Regions from separate parts of the Mus musculus genome. Here region 2 is linked to region 1. Evidence: chromatin contacts called from public HiChIP or PLAC-seq data. All regions are on one chromosome and are shown on one strand. The core of a region is the stretch at or near the end of the contact, and the rest is flanking DNA. Distances in the headings are between cores, read along the strand shown.

What was found. HiChIP or PLAC-seq counts read pairs in DNA pulled down with a chosen protein or histone mark.
Region 2: an HNF4G HiChIP or PLAC-seq map of pancreatic cancer cells shows a contact between it and region 1. The contact joins the enhancer-like site here to the promoter of Vcp in region 1. A contact is called at or near these places in 2 of 39 promoter capture datasets (cranial neural crest and neural stem cells), 6 of 115 datasets of contacts at active chromatin or transcription factors (the NIH/3T3 cell line, bone marrow-derived dendritic cells, bone marrow-derived macrophages and 2 more) and 2 of 9 other capture datasets (adipose tissue and liver).

The regions. Positions count from the first base shown.
Region 1 is chr4:42,996,631-43,004,320 of GRCm38.p6, forward strand. Vcp (valosin containing protein) reads right to left here and starts at 3,877. Exons shown (of 17, transcript NM_009503.4): 1 at 3,532-3,877. The coding sequence starts at 3,548. It overlaps Fancg (Fanconi anemia, complementation group G), which reads right to left. Exons shown (of 14, transcript NM_053081.2): 12 at 7,153-7,302; 13 at 6,597-6,714; 14 at 5,707-6,462. The coding sequence ends at 6,354.
Region 2 is chr4:43,384,299-43,391,988 of GRCm38.p6, forward strand. It overlaps a transcript of Rusc2 not described here. Among named protein-coding and RNA genes, the nearest start is that of Gm46850, 6.2 kb to the left of the region's middle. Within about 2 kb of position 2,868, at least 10 of the 459 cell types and tissues checked have an H3K27ac peak or open chromatin away from gene starts, as enhancers often do. A contact at or near this core is called in pancreatic cancer cells, where this site is marked.

The DNA.
Region 1 (7,690 bases), core at 2,627-5,126:
TAGACTCTTAGACTCTACAGAACAGGGCTCTACAACAAGACCAATTAGGTCTAAATTCCAACTCTGACCATACTTAATTGTGATCTCACTTAAGTTAATTAACCTGGTTGGACTTTGATTTCTTCATTTGTAAAATGGAGACTGTAAGACCTCTCAATATTCATTCTTACATTTTGAGACAAAAAAAATGTAAATGTTTTCATAATGTCTCATACATGATCATCATGATCAATTCTAGAGCTTTAAAGAAGTTTTTTTTTTAAAAGATTTATATGTTATATGTAAGTACACTATAGCTGTCTTCAGACACTCCAGAAGAGGGCATCAGATCTCATTACTGATGGTTGTGAGTCATCATGTGGTTGCTGGGATTTGAACTCAGGTCCTTTGGAAGAGCAGTCAGTGCTCTTAACCACTGAGCCGTATCTCCAGCCCTTAAGTTCTTCTCTTACTGCCTGTTTTCCAAGGGAATTAAGAGACTATGCTTAACCAAGCAAGCCTCAGAACAACAGAACACAATTCTTAGCCGTATCCACCGCCCCCCCACCCCCAAATAAACCTGATGAACCTAGAGCATCTCCTAGTATCACAAGAATACCAGGCACAAAACAAAGAACATACAGTAAAAAGAGATACATAAGAGGATAAAAACACATCCATAGAGGCAGAGGCAGGCGGATTTCTGTGTTCGAGGCCAGCCTGGTCTACAAAGTGAGTTCCAGGACAGCGAGGGCTATACAGAGAGACCCTGAGTCGAAAAACAAACAAAAAAACAAAAACAAAAAAACCCAAACTCATAGATAGTTGCCTGCCTCTGCCTCCCAAGTGCTGGGATTAAAGGCTTATCTATCTATGAGTTTGAAGACAGATGGATTGGTCTACAGAGTTCCAGGCCAGGGATACAGTAAGAGACCCTAGCTTGCCAAAAAGAAACAAACTAACCAATGTTTTTCAAGGGTTGAGAAGCATTAACTAAAACAGAGTTAAAACAATGGAAAAAGCAAATGAAAGGGAGAAACTATTTCTTCAACAAATGAATGAAATCCAGACACAGCGTGGTCCATGCCTGTTATCTCAAAAACTGGCAAAAGGCTTCAAGTCAGCCTGAGCTGCATACCAAGACTGTTTCAAGGATAGCAGTAATCATATTATGCATGTCTACCAAGCACTCTTCTAGAGTAGAGATGAGACAGCAAAATCAAACAAAAAAGCACTGCCACAGGAAATAGCTTACCTTCACTTATTTTGTTTTTAAAAAAGGGTCCTGCTATATATAGCTCTGCCTGGCTATGTAAACCAAGATGACCTTGAACTTGCAGTGATCCTCCTGTCTTTATTAGAATCACAGGCATGCAACACTCAACTATGTTGTTACATCTCTAACCATTACTTTATAGGGTAATGGGAGTTTCCTTAGCTCTTGTTGATTCAAAAAATAAATATGTGTAAGTCCACCAGATTTTCTACTGGCCCACATCTACGACAATATCTTCCCCCAGAGGCTGTGCATCTTGTTTGATTTACAGGAGTGCCTCAAGTTATCACTTTGTATTGTATTCTCAAAGGGGCTTTTCAGGACAACCTCCATCCAATCCACCTACCAATCCAGACCCTAGCCCTGGCTGAGTAGCAGGCCCTTAAACTCCTGAAATTCTCCAGCTACCCGTGGGGATTAGAGCTGGTACCTCCAAAAGAGCAGAGGGTAAACTCCAGCTCTCTATGTTCTTTAGGGAATCTCCTGTCATCTGCATGACTCAGGTCCTTTCCAGAACTCAAAGACCACAAAAGGAACCTGGAAATTCAGGTAAGAACCACCACAATGAAGGCAGAAACTGCCTATGATGCCAGATTAAAGGAATTCTAATTTAAAAAAAGAAAAAAAAAATCTAGATATAAGTGGGGCATACTGTGACATTCATGTAGCCCCCTTATATGGAAGGTGGTGGCAGCAAGACTAGTTCAAACACAGCCTTGACTACAAGGCTGAATTTGAGGTCAATTTGGTCTACTTGAGTCCCTGATATCAAAGGACAAAACATGGGGCAGTGGCAGCTCACACCACTAGTCCCAACACTTGGGAGGCAGAGGCAGAAAGACCTCTCTGAGTTTGAGGCCGGGCTGGTCTACAGAGGGAATTCCAGGACAGCCAGGGCTACACAGAGAAACTCTGCCTCAAAAAAAAAAGAATTTTAACTTAAAAAAAAATTGAAAGACTGACAGAGTATTTATTTTAAAAGTGTATTTTGTTGTTTTTTTTGAGACAAGGGCTCAATAAGTAGACTCCCAGTGCAGCTAGCCTATAGCCTAGTAATGTGCTATTCTGCCTTTCTTTCAGGTTCTGGGATTATGTATGTACACAAAACCACCCATCCTAGCCTAGCTATTTAAAAAAAAAAAAAAGTCCTTTTAGCCAAACAACTGAGTGAATACTTCATCCCAAAGAAATGAAACCTACAACACTCAAAACACCTAATGGCCTCAAAACCTCTGGGTTTGTATATTTTCCTACACTTGCTAGTTTTTTGTTTGCTTTGTTTTTGTATGGGAAGCTCTAGTTTCTAACTAAATGGGCTGAGATGGCTAGGTTTTATTTTATGCTCTCTGAAAGATGAAGGTGGGGCTATAAGAGTCCAGAGACTCAACATAGATGCTTGGGGATAGAGATCTGTTTATTTTGAAGAGTTAAGCCAACTCTAACCTACAAGCTCTCAAAGCTAAGATACAAAGAATAAAAACAACTCGGATTCTAACTTCAGCGCCTAAAAATAAAAGAAAACCAACTCCTTTCTAGCCACCTCCGATCATAGCAAAAACAAAAATATATACACAAAGCAAAACACTAACGAAAAAAAAAGCCCCTAGTTAAAACTTCCGGGTGTTTACAACAGGTCTCCCACAGTGAAAAACTGCCATTTGAGAAGGGCATGACTTGCCCTCTCCCTAACAGCCCCTCACTACACGTAGTTCAGAAGATGCCAACTTCCCGCAGTGACACCGTCCCAGATCCACCGAGACCGGGCTGGATTCCTCAGATCTCCCTGGCCCGGCCTTCCCTAGAGTCTCAGGGCTCCTGAGGCCTTCACGTGGCCCCAAGTCCACGCCCACCGGGCCCAGTCGCGGCCTCGGGCTTGCAGTGTTTTCCCTTCTCAGGCTCAGGGTCTTCTGCGTGTGGTCGGCGACATGGCCGACCGGCGTGCCAGCGCCAAAGGTCTCCACGCAGGGAGTGTGGACCCCAAAGTCTAACTAGGCCGGGGCCGCCGCGCCGAGGGAGCTACTCAGGCGGTCGGGGCCTGCATGACACAGCACCATCTTGTCCAGGCTCCGACCCAGGCCCAGCGCGGACCCGACCTAGGGGGCGCGCGGGTGCACAGCCCGGCCTGAGGCCCTCCCTCGTCCCTGGCCTCTCCTTCCCTCTCTCTCCCTCCCGGCCTAGACTCTCCGACGCGGCCCGACCGGGCCTAGCCAGCACGGCGGGTCCCACGGTGCGCGCCCCCGCAGCCAGCGGGAGGGCGGGCGCGCGCAGACACTTACTCGGCTCCAGAGGCCATGGCGCGCGCCTCTCCCGGTCGGCGGCTGTGGCGGCCTGAGGGTAACGGCTATGAGAAAGGCAGGCGACCGACTAGGCCGGGGCTGGACTCGCTGAGGCGGAGGAGCAACAGCAGTGACAAACCCTCTGGCAGCCTCCCTCTCGCTTCCTCCCAGGGGCACCGGGGCGGCAGGCGGGCGGGCGGGAGACGCTAGCTCCTAATCCGCGAGGGGGGCAGCGACTAATCAAACGACGGCTGCAAACGCTTCACGGAGACTGAACCGAGAAAAGCCGAATCATCGGAAGGAAAGCTGCTCTAACCCCAACCAATCAGCGCCGGCCTTGGGACTCGTGCCCGCCTCTCCGTGCCTCTCCCCAGCAACCCGCAGACCGTAACCAATCAGAAAATTCGTTTGTGGCCTGGCCCCGCCTCAAGGCTGCAACACGCCTAGTAACGCCACGTCAATTGGCCGCAGCACTACGCTTCCTCGACGGATAGGGAGTCTTGACCAATCGACAAAGGCAATAGGCCATATCCTCTTTATCCCTCGGAGGAGGCCTCTCCTACTTGGCTTCAATTGATTGGCTCCTTAGTTTATAAGCAGCTGGAAGAACCTCGCACAAAGGCCTGAACCCTTATTAGTTTAGTTGGGTTGTAATAATAGCCCACATTGTTCATTTCTCGCCAATCCTAGGGATCCTCTTACTCCACCATACTAAAATCCTTCATGCTCCTTTAAAACACTGGCTCCAACCAAGGGCGTGGTTGATGGACTAGGTCTGTACTTTTAGTAGTTGGGAAGATGAGAGGCAGGAAGACTAATAGATGGAGATCAACCCAGGATACAAGACCATATCTTTAATTCTAGTCCCAAACAGTATTTCAATAAATTTTAAAAGCAATGTGGTAGTCCATGCTTTTAATGTCAGCACTTCGGAGGCAGGCAGCAACCTGTGACTTTTGAGTCAGCCTGATCTATTAAAAAAAAAAAAAAAAAAAAGAGTTCCAGCCAGCCCAGCCAGAGCTACATAGTGAGACCCCGTCTCAAAACTAATTAGATAAAATTTTTTAAAAGGTAAAATTAGCTGGGTATGGTGGTGTACATCCTAGATCCCAGTACTCCAGAGGCTAAAGGTAGATTGAAAGTTTGAAGCCAGATAATGCTGCATAACTAAACTCGAGTCAAACAAACAAACAAACAAACAAACCAAAAAACAAAAACCTAGCCCCACCTACCCCACCCCCTCTTCTTCTCTGGACCCCAGTTCTGAATCAGCACCCCAGCTCTTACTTCACCCTATTGCCCTTGCACTCTCTTGTAATCATGCAGGTTTTGCAGTTTCTCAGGCCTTGGGAGTACACACTCCTTACCATAGAGTATAAATATTATCTGGGGAGGGAGAGCACTGAGGTTCATGCAAGTCAAGGACAACTGCAGAACACTCAGAAATGCAGTCGTGCCCAAGAGCAAGAAAATCAACCAAGTGCTGTGACTTAAGGTCCTTGTGTCCCAAAAGACAATCCATTGACTTTCATTATAGTCAAAAGATGGTTGGTTGGCTCTGGTTGACTCAATTCACCCTTCACCTCCTACCCACACAGACTGACCTGAGAGATGTTTGTACAGATGGAGTTACTCTGAGAAACATCTCCCCAACCCCAACTCCATTTGTTTTAATATTTTTAAGACAGGGCCTCTCAGCCAGACGTGGTGGTGCACGCCTTTAATCCCAGCACTCAGGAGGCAGAGGCAGGCAGATTTCTGAGTTCGAGGCCAGCCTGGTCTACAGAGTGAGTTCCAGGACAGCCAGGACTACACAGAGAAACCCTGTCTCGAAAAACAAACAAAAAAAGACAGGGCCTCTCTACATAACCCTGGCTGTCCTGGAACTTACTATGTAGAGCCTGCCTCTGCCTTCCAAGTGCTGGGATTAAAGCCAGGTACCACATGTCCTCACCTCCTTAAGTATCAAGTACTACTCTTCCTTAGGAGGCCTGTCAAGATCATGCCCCAGACCTAACTTTCTTCCCTGTCACCTAGCATAGGTTCCTAGGGCTGTTGGCTGTGCTTTTAGATAACATAGCTAGAGAGAACACAGGCTGGATTCCTAGTAGCCATGTCAGGTGGTTCACAACAGCCTGCCTCTGTCCTCCAAGGGCACACACACACACATACAACTTAAAATAAGCAATTCAAAATTTTAATAGTAACTTAAGAAGGATAAATTAGTAACTTAAAACTGCTCCTCCAGAAGGATTAACATAGCCTTTCCCTCAGAAAGGCTTGTGTCTCAAGCTCTTACGGTAGATGGCAGGGTGGGAAAAGGGTAGGAATGGGGATTTTTATGAGGAACTGCAGTTTAGTCCCCAGAATCCAACCTACCAAAAAGACAATGGGAAGGAAGGGGGAGTTAGGGAGACAGGGAAGGCAGACAGAAGACGGATGTTGGAAATAGAGCATCTTAAACAGCCAATACCCAACTAGCTTGCCATGAGCCTTCCTTCCCATTCAACTATGTGTAGTAAGCAGATAAGACATAAATAGAAGATTTTACTCAACACACAAGAGAGAAAGGAAGGAAGGAAGAAAAGTGCCATGAGCAGACAGTGATTTGTTCATGGAACCACTCTGGAACTAGACTGGTAGCAAGTAGATCAAGGTTCACAGGACCAGCCTCAGGAGCAAAAGAGTTACTTAGAAACAATCAGTTCCAGCCACTCTCCAAAGAGGATAAGGCAGAAGAAAACAAAAAAAAGAAGATCTAAAACCCTCCCCAAGGAAAGAGTCCACAGAGGCCAAAGTTCAAGATCCTGGAAACAAGGAAGCTAAAGGACACAAGACTCCAACACCGAAGTCCCAAACTCCTCAAGGAAGGCTTCGCGGTTAGGGGGATGGATCCAGCTCAAACAGGTTTCTAAATACAGTGGAAGAGACCTGAAAAACAAGAACGACGATGGCTGAGAGTGAAAGACGTCAGAGTTTGCATCCTTCCTTCCTCTGCTCCTCAGCTAGGTCTCAGAAGCACAGAACTCCAGCTCCCCCTCAGCCCAAGCTAGCACTCAGCTCACCCGGCAGCGTCCTCCAGTGGCAGCTGGCTGTGGGCCTCCCGCCAAAAAGCACTGGCCTCATTCTTCCGATCCAATCTTTTCAGAGTCTGAAGCAGGTAAAAGGAGCCATCTCTATTGCCTAGAGCCCCACCCCAAGGTACAAAGACTTAGAACCTGATAGGGCCCGAGGCATCATTTTTAAAAGAAAAAAACCGGACTAAGAGAGAGAAACTATCTTCTCTACACACACACATGAAACCAGAACTAGATTATTTATAACCAACCTCCCCCAGAGGCCATTGCCTGCCTAGTACAAAGTGTTCAACTGGCCCTGGCCCTACAAAAACCATCCCCACATTGTCCAGATCTTTGTGTCTGAGGACATAGGGAGACCAGGGAGCTCTCAGAGCCTTGCAAACATACTGGTTTGTATATGCACACATGGTACCAGCTCAGTATATACAGTACAACCCTATCCCTTCCCCCTCTCTGGGAATACTGTCTTTACACTTCTGCCCAAGTACATAGCCTGTACTCGGACCTCCCATACACAGCAATGTCATTCAAGTAAACATACCTGGGCATATCTGCACACTGAGGAGGAAGTCACTTAAGGCTTTGGTATCCTGGCCACTGGCTACCCACTCCAGTCCACGACTGATCAGAGCAGCCACTCGCAGCTGTTTCAGTGCCACGTCAGACCTACACTTCTGCTCACAGTCGGAGCCTGCCCCCAGAGACCACCACCCAAGTCAGCAAGTATCTTCCCATTATCCCAGACATAGCCACCAAACCCACAGTCCCCATTCTCCTCGAGTCCTCCCCAATTTACTGTTTGTTTGTTTTTAAAGCAATGTCTCAAAACAAACAAACAAACAAAAAACCCACATAGCCCTGGTTGACTCAGAATTCACTATGTAAATCAGGATGGTCTCAAACTCAGAGATCCCCTACTGGGAGTATTGGGTTTAAAGGCATGTGCTAAGCAACATGCCTCCTCAAGTCTCCCAGGCTGATGGATTGGGGTACAATGGAAAGGGAACCCACGCACAACACTTTCAGGAGTTAAGAAAAACTGACAATTTAAGTTAGTCAGGCACAGTGGCAAACTCGTA
Region 2 (7,690 bases), core at 1,618-4,117, 390 kb after region 1:
GACAGGATCTGGGAAATGCTCTGGGTGCTCAGTGTTAAGCTTACCCAGAAGGAACCCACGCCCACAGTGGTTTGCAATATTGTTCTTCTGTCCAGTGAGTCCGTCTTACATGGGGAGCACCTTTTGGACGGCCAGGTATTAACTATGCTCTAAGACGCTGGCTTCGGGGTAGAATGGTGGGTGGTGGATTCTAACAAGAATGTAACTGATAGCATATTCTCTGTTGTACCAAAATTACTCTCTTTTTCATTATGGTAAAACTTTATATTGTTGTACAGCCAGCCATCTTCATCCATTCTTAGAACTTTCATCCTTTTACATTTTTATTTGTTTATTTATCTTTATGTGTATGGGTGTTTTGCCTGCACATATATGCACACAGGGAGCCCTAGTAGGCCAGAAGAGGGTGTCTCATGCCCCCTGGGACTGGAGTTACAGATAATTGTGAGCCAGCCTGTGGGTGCTGGGAATCGAACGGAGGTCCTATGGAAGAGCAGCCAGTGCTCTTAATCACTAAGTCCTCTCTTTAACCCTCCTTTTTTTTTTCATCTCCTAAACTGACTCTGCACCAGTGAGACTCACTCCCCACTCCCCCACCTCTCATCTCCTGGGCTCAGCGTCCCACTTCTGGCTCTGGGTTTGACTACTGTGGACGCCACACATAAGTGGAATAATATTTATCCCTCGGAATAATATTTATCCCTCTGAAACTAGATTCTTTTACCTAACATAATGTTGGCTGAGTTGCATGAGTTCTTTACATATTTAACATTAACCTGCCAATCAGATAAGTGCCTTGCTCCCATTCCCTGAGCTGGCTTTTCTTTCTTGATGGTTAATTTCTTGTTTCTTTTAGACAAGGTCTGTTTAGCCCAGGCTGGCTTTGGACTCAGTGTACAGGCCTTTTATTTCTTTGACTAAGTTTATTCCTAAGTATTTTTTTTCTTTTTGATGTTACTATATATGGAATCATTTTCTTAATTTCCATTTTGGGTTTTCATGGTTAGTGTGTAGAAACACAGCTGATTTCTCCCTCCCTGTTAATCTTGTGTCCTGCAACCTTACAGAATTTGTTCTAACTGCTTTTTGTGGGATTTTGGAGGCTTTCTGATAGCGGGATCATTTCATATGGGGATAAAGATAATTTTACTTATTCTTTAATTTGGATGTCATCTACTTATTTATTCATTGGCCTCACTTCTCAGGCTAGGCCTCCTGATAACTGGTGAATAGAGTTGGCAGAGTAAAATGTAGTTAGTCCTAACACCCAGTCCTTGTAGATTTGATGATTTGGTATCTGAGTCCTCAGTTGACACCTAGAAAAAAAAAAAAACTGGACCATTAACTAGCAGTAGAGAATTGTGGGGCTGGAGAAGTGGCCCAGCTATTAAGAGGACTTGGTGCCCTGTTGGAGGACCAGAATTCAGTTCCCAACATCCATCAGACACCCATCAAACCTTACAACCGCTTGTCGCTCCAGCTGCAGGAGTTCTGATGCTCTGTTCTTGTCCTCAGCGAACACCTGCACATACATGTGCATATACACACAGACACACTTACAGTCTTTTTTTGTTTGTTTGTTTTTTTGAGACAGGGTTACTCTGTATAGCCCTGGCTGTCCTGGAACTCACTTTGTAGACCAGGCTGGCCTCGAACTCAGAAATCCTCCTGCCTCTGCCTCCCAAGTGCTGGGATTGAAGGCGTGCACCACCATGCCTGGCTAGTCATGTAATTTTTTTAATCTTTAAAAAACAGAATTGTTGCCTGAAACCCTGTCTCGAAAAACAAACAAACAACAACAACAACAACAAAAAACAAAAACAAAAAAACTAGAATTGTCAAAGAAAAGTCACGTTATAACCTATGTAGTCTAAACAGAACAAAAATATGTAATATATTTTAGAAGGCTTTATATCCCAACAGCTAAGGCCTTTTGTTTTCTTTTATATATATGATTTAAAGATTTATTTATTTTTATTTTATGTGCATGAATGTCTTGCCTACATGTACATATGTATGCCCCATGTATGCCTGGTGCCCCTTGGAAGCTAAAAGAAGTTATAAAAGTTATACGTTGACATGTTGGTGCTAGGAACCAGGCACCTGTAGGAATGGTGCATGCTTTCAACCATGGAAATGAGAGAGGGTGTGGGGGAGAGTGATGGGTTTACCTCATGTAAATGTGTGAAATTGTCAATGACTGGTCTGACCCTCTGCCCTCTTGCTATGTAGAGCTAAACCAAAAAGCTACAGCTGGAGTCTTATGCATAGGATGGCTGAGTATGTTCCAAGGGTCCTAGAATGTTTGTTGCTATTAGTTTTGAGCCACAGTCTACTATGTAGCATGGGCTAGATTTTCTTGCCTCAGCCCCCCAAATTGCTAGGTGTACAGCAAGTACCAGGATCTGGGAAGCTGTTTCTCCCACTGAGTAATGGTCCCAACTAGCCTGAAGAGGCATGGTTGGGTTGGGAGCCTACAGCCTGTGAGTGAGCCCCACAGCTGTGCAGCAGTGGTTTGAGAGAAACATTACCAAAAACTTAGTGCGTATGTCTTAGGGTTTCACTGCTGTGAACAGACACCATGACCAAGAAACGTCTTATAAGGACAACATTTAATTGGGGCTGGCTTACAGGTTCAGAGGGTCAGTCTAGTATCTTCAAGGTGGGAGCATGGCAGCATCCAGGCAGAAAGACATGTTGCAGGCAGAGCTGAGAATTCTACATCTTCATCTGAAGGCTGCTAGTGGAAGTCTGTCTTTCAGGAAGCTAGGTTAAGGGTCTTAAGACCACACCCACAGTGACACACCTATTACAACAAGGCCACACCTCCTAATAGTGCCACTCCCTGGGTAAACAGATACAAACCATCACAGTGTACATACAGTCCTTAATTCCTAGGAAGCTCTTGGTCTGAAATCAGTGAGCTGCACAGAGCTGGCTGTTTCTCCTTTTTACTCTAAGGCCTAAACTCATTTGTCAACTTGTTTTATTTAGGCCAGAGTTAAAAAATGTTTTTCTAGTCATACTCTCTTGTTTGCAGTATGACAACTTTGAGGTTTGGAATAAAAACATATACCATTTAAATATATGTATGCATGTAGATTCTAAGAACTAGAGGGCTCTTGATTAGAGATGTTTTCCTCTAGTTTTACCTAGAAATATGCTTTCAAATTTTAAAATGAGAAAAAAAAATTCCACCTGCATCACTCCTGAAATTGCTGTTGGGGAGTGCAGCATAAGGCCTGGTGCTTACACACCTAAAACTGTGCCTAGGAAAGGGAGCTGCAGAGAGGGCTCGGCAGGGAAGAGCGCTGGCTGCTCTTCCAGAGAATGTGGACTTGGTTCCTAGCACCCATGTTGTGGTTAACAGCCATTTGAGCTCTAGTTCCCGGGATCTGAAGCTTTCGTCCAGCCTCTGCTGGCCTTGCATGCACTTGGTGCATAGACGTAAAAACACCCATATAAATAAAAAATAAAACTTGTTTTGTTTTGTTTTTCTAGACAAGGTTTCTCTGTGCACCCCCCAGCTGTCCTGGAATTCACTCTGTAGCCTAGGCTAGCCTCAAACTCTCAGAGATCCACCTTCCTCTGCCTCCCAAGTGCTGGGATTAAAGGCATGAACCATCACTGCCCGGCTTAAAACAATTTTTTTTTAATATTTATTTTATATGAGTACACCATTGCTCTCTTCAGACACACCAGAAGAGGGCATCAGATCCCATTACAGATGGTCGTGAGCCATCATGTGGTTGCTGGGATTTGAACTCAGGACCTCTGGAAGAGCAGTCAGTGCTCTTAACCACTGAGCCATCTCTCCAGCCCCAAACAAATCTTTTTTTTAACGATCCATAGGTGGGGCACTGCCTGGCTTAAAATAATTTAAAAAACAAAATCCCTAGGAAGGGCAGATGGTGTGGGTTCATGGGCCACCCTGGGAAGTGCTGCTATTCCAGTTGTAATCTCAGCCCCTTACCCTTTAGATCTCACCTGATCAGTGTAAGGGGTTTTCTTGTTTGGTTTTACTGTTATTGTTTTGTTTTGACACATGGTCTCACTATGTAGTCCTAACTGACCTGGAACTCACTATGTAGACCAGGCTGGCCCTGAATTTACAGAGATCCAACTCTCCTTCCTCCCAAGCACTGGATTAAAGGCGTGTGTCACCACCCCAGCTAAAACAAAAATCTAAGAGAAGCTATGTGGAGTGGGGAGGTGGCTGCTCTCATGGAAGACCTGGGTTCAGTTCCCAGTACCTAAGCACCATCTCACAACCACCTGTAACCTCCAGCTCCAGGGGATCTGACACCCTCTTCTGGCCTCCTGGTACCATGGAGAGGTGCTCATACATACATGGTGCAATGCATGCTCATACATACATGGTGCAATGCATGCTCATACATACATGGTGCAATGCAAACATACATACTTGGTACTATGCATACATACTTGGTACCATGCATACATTCATGCATGGTGCAGTGCATGCATACATACTTGGTACCATGCATACATTCATGCATGGTGCAGTGCATGCATACATACATGGTGCAATGCATACATTCATACATGGTACACATGCATGCATACATACATACATACATAAATGGTGTACATGCATACATATATACATGGTGCACATGCATACATATATACATGGTGCAATGCATAAATACATGGTGCAATGCATACTTACATAGTGTACAGATATACATGCAGGCAAACTGTTCATACACATAAAATAATTTTTTTTTAATTTTTGAGGCACAGTCTCACTATTTAGCCATAGGTGGTTTGAAACTCATATGTAAATCAGGCTAGTCTTGAATTTACACAGACAGTGTGCCTCTTCCTCCCAAGTGCTGGAATTAAAGGTGTGTTCTGCCTGGCCATAATGGTAGAAATGGAGTCTCTGAACCCAAGGGCTCTCAAAAACTTACACTCTTACAGTTTTTGAAATTCTAAATTTATTAAAAATGATTGAGGGGCTAGAAAGACGGCCCAGTGGTTAGAAGCACTGGCTGCTCACGCATCGGACCCAGGACCAACTTCCAGCACCCACGCGGTGGTTCACAAATATCTATTACTCCAATTCCATAGACTCTGACGCTCCCTCTGGCCTCTGTGAATACCACCCATGTGCATGGTGCACAGACATACATGCAGGGAAAACACAAGATAACAATCTTTTAAATGTTTAAATGGTTGAAGTTCAAGCCTGAATTGTAGTTATTGAGGGATGTTTTAAATATTCCCATTAACAAATACTTTCCATGCAAAAATTCCTGGAATGTTTGTGAAGGTCCTGAGGCAGGAAAATGACTGGTATTTCAGAAGAGATAACACTGGTGTGGCTGAAAGTATCCCTCATGTTTGCTAACCTGGAGTTCACTGAGATTCTGGGACAAAAACAGAGAGGTAACAGGAAATGAGACCAGACAGTCAAGGATTCAAGAGTTTACGGAAGCCTGGGGATAGCATGTGTCACCAGCATTTAGGAGGCTGAGACTGGAGGGTCATGTGTTCAAAACCAGCCTGGACTGTAAAGGACATTTGAGGTCAGTCCTGCCTCTAGGGCCAGATTCTCTCTCAAAGAAGCAGGAGGGGAGAGTAAGCATCAAATAGAAAATGAGGTACAAAGAAACCTCCTGAGTAGCCGGTCAGTGCCACCTGCTAAAGGTGCTATATAGCATCATGGGTCAGTGCGCATGACCATTTGGCTTCGGTGGATTTAGTTTAATAAACAGTAAGCTTAGTTATGAAGTCACGTAACAGTTTCTAATGAGCAGCAGTCCCCAGCTACTGCCTGCTGCCCTCCTTGCCCTCCAGTGACACTGCTGTTCTGTATTTGTCACTGTTTTGTTTCTGACAGGGCCTCACTATGGAATCCTGGCTGGCCTGAATTTGTTATGTAAACCAAGCTTGTCTCAAAGTCATGAACATCCTGCCTCTGCCTCCCGAGTGCTAGGATTGCAGGCATCTGCCACAGCACCGAACCCCTCTGTCTGCCCTGATCTAATCGTATCTCCTGTCCTCTGATTGTTCCTGCCAAGATCACCAGTGGACTCCAGGTCGTGTGCTACCTACCGTGCCAGAGAGTAACTCCTGCTGACAGCTCCCCTCATTGTTTCCCTAGCTGTGTCCCCATTTTTGAGTAATTCATTTCTCTGTTCCTTCTTTTATTTATTCATTGTGTAGCCCAGGCCACAGCAGTTTCTCTGCTTCCTTCTGAGCACTGAGATTTCAGCACGGACCACCATGCCTGGCTTACAGTCTCAATATGGGGCGGGGGGGGGGGGGGGTCTGATTCTGAGCAGGGCCTGTAGCCCAGGCTGACTTAGAATTCACTGTTCACCGTGTCTCAGATATCTCTCTACAAGTTTTAAAAACCTTTTAACTTCCTAGCCTACCTACCTTCTTCACAAGTCCCAATTAAATTATTATCTTGCACTTACTGTAAGACTTGGTGGTCTGTGAACACTCGTTATCACTGTGTACTTTGCTGTGTAATTTTCAGTACTTTCTGTCTCTCACTTTTTTCCCCCCTTAATTTTCTATATGACTTGTTCCTGAGTCCCCTGAATTCTTTGGCAGAACTGTGAAGACACCTTACAGTGTCATTTTCTAAATGGTCGAGCACGTTTCTTCCTCCTCTGCCCACAGTCTCGCCATGTCGCAGCCTTTCCCTGTGTAAATTCCTTCCAGGCCGCAGCCTAGCCGTCTTCCGCTCCAGGCTTCCCTCGTGCTCCCTCTGGGTCAGGCCCTGTGCCTTCTCCTTTGCTGTAGTTTATATTTCTGTGTGATTGGCATTCACCCTCCTCCACAGCCGGGGCTCTCAGCCTCCCTGATGCTGTGAGCTTTAATACAGTTCCTCGTGCTGTGGTGACCCCCTCCCCCCCAGCCACACATTATTTTCATTGCTACCTCATAACTGTAATTTTGCTACTGTTATAAATCATAATGTAAATATCTGTGTTTCCCAATGGTCTTAGGCGACCCCTCTGAAAGAGTCATTCGACTCCAAGGGGGGTCTCAACCCACAGGTTGCGAACCACTGCTCTGTATGACTATAAACTTTTATCTTTTGCAAGAATTGTTGAACCTTGAGGGAGTCCTCCTCTTGCTTTTCTTCCTCTTCCCCTTCCTCTTCCCCTTCCTCTTCCCCTTCCTCCTCCACCTTCTTCTGAGACAGGCCTCTCTATGTAGCCCTAGCTAACCCAGAGCTTAGACCAGACTAGCCTCAACCTTGCAGAGCTCCACCTGCCTCTGCCTTGTGAGTGCTGAGATTAAAGGCATGTGCCACCACCCCAGCAAGAGCTTTCTAAAGCAGTGCTGTGGAGATATTGAGGGTTGTGTGCTGTTCTGTGTGGAAATAACAGATTTTTCAAGAGAAGCTTGGGCCCCTCCCCCATGGGCTCATGTGGAGGACTCACTGTGTTCTGTTGACAGTGGGCAATTCAGGTGGTTATGTACCTAGCTGTGTTTATTGGATGGGGAGCTCTTGATCTGCAGATAGAGTCAAATTCACTGTACCTTTCTTTCTCTGTGTTCTCTTGGGACATTTCCCATGAGAGAGTCACTTCACAGTTTACAGAGGAACAAAGAACAGAGTTGTGCAGAAAGGTCAAAGAGTGTGACGCAGTCACCTCCTGAGCAGAAAACAGTGGCCGTGATCAGGACATGGCCCCCTGCT